Linked DNA regions of Mus musculus: region 2 is linked to region 1. The links are chromatin contacts, called in public Hi-C maps. All regions are on one chromosome and are shown on one strand. The core of a region is the stretch at or near the end of the contact, and the rest is flanking DNA. Distances in the headings are between cores, read along the strand shown. Region 1 overlaps Gm46916 (a long non-coding RNA gene). Region 2 overlaps Bmp2k (BMP2 inducible kinase).

Evidence for each region. A called contact is a pair of places that touch in the nucleus more often than the background predicts.
Region 2: a contact with region 1 is called in a Hi-C map of bone marrow-derived macrophages, with 25 read pairs. The contact joins two enhancer-like sites. A contact is called at or near these places in 9 of 484 Hi-C or Micro-C datasets (the AtT-20 cell line, CD8 T cells, Th2 cells and 6 more), 9 of 115 datasets of contacts at active chromatin or transcription factors (the 230-238 cell line, the HPC-7 cell line, bone marrow-derived macrophages and 5 more) and 1 of 9 other capture datasets (bone marrow-derived macrophages).

Annotation. Positions count from the first base shown.
Region 1 is chr5:96,934,826-96,938,157 of GRCm38.p6, reverse strand. It overlaps Gm46916 (a long non-coding RNA gene), which reads left to right. Exons shown (of 2, transcript XR_003955943.1): 2 at 1,116-3,182. It overlaps Gm8013 (predicted gene 8013), which reads right to left. Exons shown (of 3, transcript NR_131152.1): 3 at 3,291-3,332. Among named protein-coding and RNA genes, the nearest start is that of Gm46916, 4.9 kb to the left of the region's middle. Within about 2 kb of position 1,712, at least 10 of the 459 cell types and tissues checked have an H3K27ac peak or open chromatin away from gene starts, as enhancers often do. A contact at or near this core is called in bone marrow-derived macrophages, where this site is marked.
Region 2 is chr5:97,044,728-97,047,984 of GRCm38.p6, reverse strand. Bmp2k (BMP2 inducible kinase) reads right to left here. Exons shown (of 16, transcript NM_080708.1): 7 at 2,818-2,950. Among named protein-coding and RNA genes, the nearest start is that of Bmp2k, 49 kb to the right of the region's middle. Within about 2 kb of position 1,489, at least 2 of the 459 cell types and tissues checked have an H3K27ac peak or open chromatin away from gene starts, as enhancers often do. A contact at or near this core is called in bone marrow-derived macrophages, where this site is marked.

The DNA.
Region 1 (3,332 bases), core at 463-2,962:
TATATGAGTGTGTGTTTGTGTGTGTATGTGTGCATGTGTTTGGGCATGGTGTGTGTGTGTGCATGTGCATGTGTATATGTGCTCATGAGCAGCCACATAGGTGCTACAATGCTTGTGTGCTGTCAGAAGCCAACCTTGGGCCTCAGACCTAGCCTTCCATTTTTTTCTCTGATAGGCTCTCTCTGTTCTTTTTCCTCTTATACATACACCAACCTAACTTCCCATGAGTTTCAGGGGGTTCTCCTGTCTTTGTCTCCCATTCCCCCACAGGAGTTACATAATTTCTGGTGCTCATTCAGAGAATAATCTTAATATAGAGGCTAAGTATAAGGACATTGCTGGATTGTGTCTCAATCAAAACCTTAAAACAACGCACAGAACTGTGTTCCTCCTGGACTTTATCATATGTAGTATGCATCTTCCATGGATGCTTTGCTTGCCAGTTGAACTATGGTCTTTGGTTCTCACAGCCCATTAGACCTCATAGCCTGAGGAGATGCAGAGGAAACAGCTCTCTGTACACCTAGTTCAGCATCTAGAGGTCTGTCTATCAGCAAGACCTTTCTGCATAGTCATCTAGACTACTGGCTATTCTAAGACCATACAATTTAACAGAATACAATTACAGTGAAAGCCTCCTATCCCTGTATTACTTGTAGGCAGTTGTACTGGCCAGAAAGGACAAATATATTCAGACTGCTATATAGAGCTTATTGCATGAAGCGGTAAGTGGGCAGCTTTTAAATAGGAAAATCTTACATAGTAACACCCCTCCCCCAATGCATAGTCAAGAGGTTTTTCGATCTAAACCCAAATACTCAAGATCAAGTATCATTTTCTTTATTAAAAAAAGCTTCACATTTTCAGAACAGCCTTCAAAACTGCCCCCAAATTGCAGCAGGAATATTTTTTGAAAGTCAGATTTCCATTATTCATGGTGGAAATTACAAGGTCTGTGGCTCTTTCCAGCCCAAGTCTCTCTTGATGCCCATTTTCCAGTTATTTCATGTTTTCCTGGCAGCCCACAGGGGAGATGTGGAGATCATGAGATTTAGAGGCTTGGTTACAAAATTACAGAGGAGAAACTCACCAAATCCAATCTTCTCATTTTGCAGGTAGAGAGACCGAGGAAGGACACTGCTAAATGACTTCTCTAACACTCTTCAAAGGCTTCCTGGAGCTGGCTGGCATTAAAGGCCAGGCCCTTGCTTCCTGCTCTACCACATCTTGATAGATATTCCCCAGGAACAATGAGAACACACTCTCCAATAATTATTAGTGACAAAGATGAAGTTTCAGACAATACATAGGACATTTCTCCAACATGTTCTTTTCCTATTGGGATTGCTCATTCCATGGTTGTCATTAGCAACAAGATAATCAATGACATAGATTCATATAGTCAGTCCCGACTCATATCTAACTCACGTCCTATAGCTCCACTACCTAATTCACAACCACTGTATCACATGCTTGCTGAAATGGGCTTATTTTTAAAATTATTATTGTTCTTATCATTAGTGTTTTTATAATGTGTGTGTGTATGTGAGAGAGAGACAGAGAGAGACGGAGAGAGGGAGAGAGAGAGATAGAGGGAGTGTGCATTAGTGTTTCTACGTGTGTGTGTGGGGGGGGGGGATAGACAGAGACAGAGAGACAGAGAGAGGAAGTATGCATTAGTTTTTCTAAGTGTGTGTGTGTATGAGAGAGAGAGAAAGAGACAGAAAGAGGAAGTGTACATTAGTGTTTCTAAGTGTGTGTGTGTGAGAGACAGAGACAAAGAAAGAGAGAGAGAGATGGAGGGAGTGTGTGTGCACACATGGATGGAGGTTAGAGGACAACTTTGTGGAACTGTGGGACAGGTTCCCTCGTTTCTCCTTTACCTGGATTCCAGGGATCACACTTGGGCCACTGGACTCATGCAACAAACGCTCTATCTGATGAGCTGCCTCACTAGCTCTTAAGTGTATTTTTTTTTTTTCAAGACAAGGTTTCTCTGTGTAGCCCTGGCTGTCCTGGAACTCACTCTGTAGATCAGCCTGGCCTCGAACTCAGAAATCTGCCAGCCTCTGCCTCCCAAGTGCTGGGATTAAAGGCATGCGCCACCACTGCCCAGCTTCTAGGTGTATTTTTAAATTTGCATCACACCCATTCTTTCCATGCTTCCTGTTTATTGCTTGCTTGAGTAACCATTCTGCTGACTGGGGCTTCATCCTACCCTTCACATTCTTTTCATTAGCGATTTCTTTGATGCCATCCCCTAGATATTTGTTTTAATCTCTTAATTTTTATTGACATGTATTATCATTATATCTCACCAGGACCATTGGCATTTGTCTCCCTCTCCTCTTCAAATTATTCTCCACACCACCTCACTGTCATTTTCCCAAATTATAAATATTGCTTTGTTATTATTTTGTCTGAAACTTTACGCTGTCTTCTTTGCATCTACTGGTGCAAGCCAACTTGTTATTTGTAGTGTCAGATTCTATAGACACAGAAATCCTTATGTTTTTTGCATTTATTGAGTTACTGTATGCCTAACCCATCTTTGCACATACAGTTTCCTTCATCTAAAACACCGTCTTCTGCTCCCTTTCCTCATATGTTCCCCTTATTATTCTGATTCATCCTTCAAAATCCAGTATACACAGGCCAATGAGATGGCTCAGTGGGTAAGGACACTTGTCCCTAAGCCCAATGACTTGAGTTTGACCCTTGGCTTCCATGTGATGGAAGAAGATCACCAACTCTCAAAAGCTGGTCTCCAACCTCCATTCATGTGCCATAGCACTCACTTGCTCTACTGATTAATAAATAGATGTACAAAATTATTAAAGAGAAGATATATAGATGTTGGAGGTATAGTTCAGTTGTAAACACTTTTCATAGTATGCACAAGCCCTGGGTTCCATCCCCAGAACTGAATAATAATAATAATAATAATGATAATGATAATGATAATATAGCAACAACAACAACAACAACAATATCCAGTCATCCCTAAAGGCAGAGCTTATTTTTTGGTTTCTATGTCAAGCCCTGCATATACTTCTATTATTACATAGCACATCACATTATAAACCCTTATTTATGTACTATCATGGTATTTATCTTTGTCCAAATGCCTAGCACAATGCCTGATTGAATATCAAAATAAATAAGTGAAATAGACAGATTTACTTAATGGGCAAATGTAATCTGTTATATTTACAAACCCCTGAAAATAACTCTTCTGTGTGCCTGCTGTTCAGAACAGAGTCACTGCTGGAGCTATAAAACAGGAACGGTTCGGATTTATAGAATTTTAATAACTATAATTTAAAATGGTT
Region 2 (3,257 bases), core at 240-2,739, 110 kb before region 1:
AAGCCCATAGGTGTAGTATAATTCCAAATGTGCTTGAATGTTTTTAGTTTATCTGATATTTTTCATTTCTGGCACAATCAAATGGATAGCAGAAACTTAAATGCTCATATTTATGGTCAAATACAAGAAGCATATGGAACACGGTAAACTAGCAATTAATTAAACTCTAATTGAACCTAAAATTATCAACAGCATTATCATGCTTACCACAGCACTACACAAACACATTCCCACACACATATGGGTGTCACACATAAACACAGAGAAACTCAGGAATCCTTAGGCATGAAATCACTTTTCAATGCATGAGCTGCTCCGTTTCCCACACAGAACTGGTCAATGAGAACATTCTGAGCCGTCAGACACTTCAAGACTCCTACAAAGCTGCACGTTCAATTATTACTAAAACATTATACTCAGCAAGAAAACAGCTATAGCTACAATGATATAGAAAATTGTCTGCAGCAAAACATTAGAACTCAATTACCCAGAGAACATAGCAACTAAAGCCCATATTCTAACCTTTGAGCATTATGATTAGTAGGGATTATGTTATGCTTCTATTCATCTAAACTTTTTGAGAACATTATTATATAAGAGAGAGAAAGTTAAGAGTTTAATATTTACTCAAATATACATGGAATTATGTCTGCTGATTTAAAAATAATTTTACAAAATAGTGCACTGAAACAGAACTCCTGTTGAAAAAATAAGGCTGGAGCAATGTCATTAGACTGACAAGCCGATCCGTGGGGACCTAGGACCATGACTTAGACTGCCCAGACAGGCAGCTCCAATTTGACTTGGTGCTGGCACAGACCAGGAAACACACACAAGCAATGCTGCCAGGTGCTTAACCATGGAGACTCATGCCGAGAGCTGACACCATTACACAGGTATGAAGAGAACAGACGTGGAGCTTTCTGCAAGCAAAACCCTCAGTGCAAGTGCAGAGAGCAAGTGGTGTCCTAAAGAAATACGTATCATAAAATTCCCATGACTGCCGATGCCCTGAGTCCCTGAGTCTCGCTGGAGTAATGAATTTGCCACGTCAAGAACCCTACTGCCTCAGCCCCATGAGAGTGGCAAAGCTGTCTTCAGGTGAGGCTTGGAGGGATGGCACAGCCTCCTCAGGGCAAAGTGCAAATACTGACGGTGTATCCAGGAAACATGCACTGTAGCTTCTTCTCACCACCCCCGGACCAGTGCTTAAGGCAATGAAGACCGCCTCCTTGTTCAGTGAGCACGGATGCTGAGGCTTCTCCATCAGAGTCCACACCACTGGGTCCTAGCTTTCCGTATGGATGTCTGGCTTCTTCATTCCCTCCTTACCCCACTCAGGATTCTAGGACCAAGTCATGCAGGAGCACAGCACACAAGCACACACACACACACGTTCACACACACATGCACACACATATGCATTACATGCTTTCATAATTAAGTGTTCACACTGGCAGCGCAAAGCCAAGCTTCAGCTGTTCCCTTTTCGCACTTCTCCATTATTCGGGCTCCCATTCTGGATGACACAAAATACTTTGTTTATCAAGATGATATAATTCCCCAAATTCCAGTATCTTTGAACAAATCTGTACCATAGAAATTCTGTGCTTTAAAAGTTTCCAAGTCACACTGCATCATTTATGTCCCTTTCTCTTGGACATCATGACCAGTATTTTCCTTGGAGCCCTTCTCCTTGGTTTATAGAAAGCCATGCATTAGAACACTGGGCACTTCTCAAATACACATCAAGAATGAACCCAAAGCCATGTGCCTACTAGGCCAGCATTCTACCCCTAAGCCATATGTACCCAGCCCTTGGCTTTATTGAGACAATCTTCCTACTGTAACTCAGAGTGACCAGGCCCTTGCTGTGTTCTCCTGCATCTGTCTCCCCTTCGCTACAATTGCAGGTATTTGCCACAACACCCAAGCCAGATGGGCACAGTTAAAGGCAGAAAGCTTTATGCCACTGGGCTCTACGTTTTATAACTCCTGGGGTTGGCCACTTACATTTTCTATATTCTAGGCATATGATTAAATCCATGCCTATTTTCTTTCAGCATTTATCTTATTCTTTAGATTTAAATATTTTATTTATGTGATGTTTTAACAGAAAAAAAAAACGGAAGACTTAGCTCTATCGTTGTTCACAAATGGCTAAGGAAATGATCGATTTCCAACTATTTTCTTCGCTAAGTTTAAATGCTATCTTTATCATATGTATACTCTGTTCTGTGCCACAGAGGCTACAAGTGTGTATTTAAAGTGCAGAAAAGAAGCTGCAGTGCTAAGGATGCTTTAGTCAGAGCAGAGGGAGCGGTGTGAGTACTGCCCCAACGAAGCTACTGTCCAACAGCCGCCCTCCCCTCAGAGATCGTTCTCGGAAATTTACAATCTACACGTACAAAATGTTAAATTATAGTCTCTTTATAAAAGGAAGCAAAGGCCCTTAAGAAGGAAAGGGAATCTGGCTATTTATTAACTACGTGGATATCTGGTTTCAAAGATACAAAACCTGAACAATTAAAGTTTATTATAAGCGTCCCCAGCAATTCTGGCTGCCTTAATAATGTCATTGCTGCCATGTGCTATAAAAATCTTATCTAGAAGGTTAAGAATATTCTTGTACTCATTAGTAATTAGATTGTTTTCTCTTCTATAGAGGTAATATAGCCATTTTTTAAAAATATCTTTACTATAGTTTAAAAAATTATATGAAATGAAAAATGTAGATTTAAGAAAGAATATAAACAGCAGGCACTAAAGTACAGTATCTGAAAAAAACAATATTAATACATCATTCCGAATACTTACTAATCAAGCAATGCACGTTGTGGGAGTAGCGAGAATTGTCTGGGATGGTGAAGCTGCCATCACAGATAGCAACCTGACTCTCACCAAAAGGAAGAGTGAAGAAACAAAGTTTATACAGTAAACATCCCAAGGCCTGCAAAACAAAGACATGGGAACATCATTAGTGCTCAGCATCCAACCACAGAACACAAAACAGCCCAGGGCACAGCTGGAACTGGACCGAAGTGGTAGCCCACTCACTTAAATACTCAAGGCCGGACAGAGCACAGCCCTCAGCACCACCACCAAGAAACCCAAAGCTACACAGGCCACTTCACACCAACAACAAGGTAGACCTTCCTACTTTAGATCAAATTATTACTTAACCAGGTAAAATGTTTAATGTTTTTTTAAAAGTAGTTAGTATGATCTTTCTCTGCTGCATCTGTGACCAGTTAAAT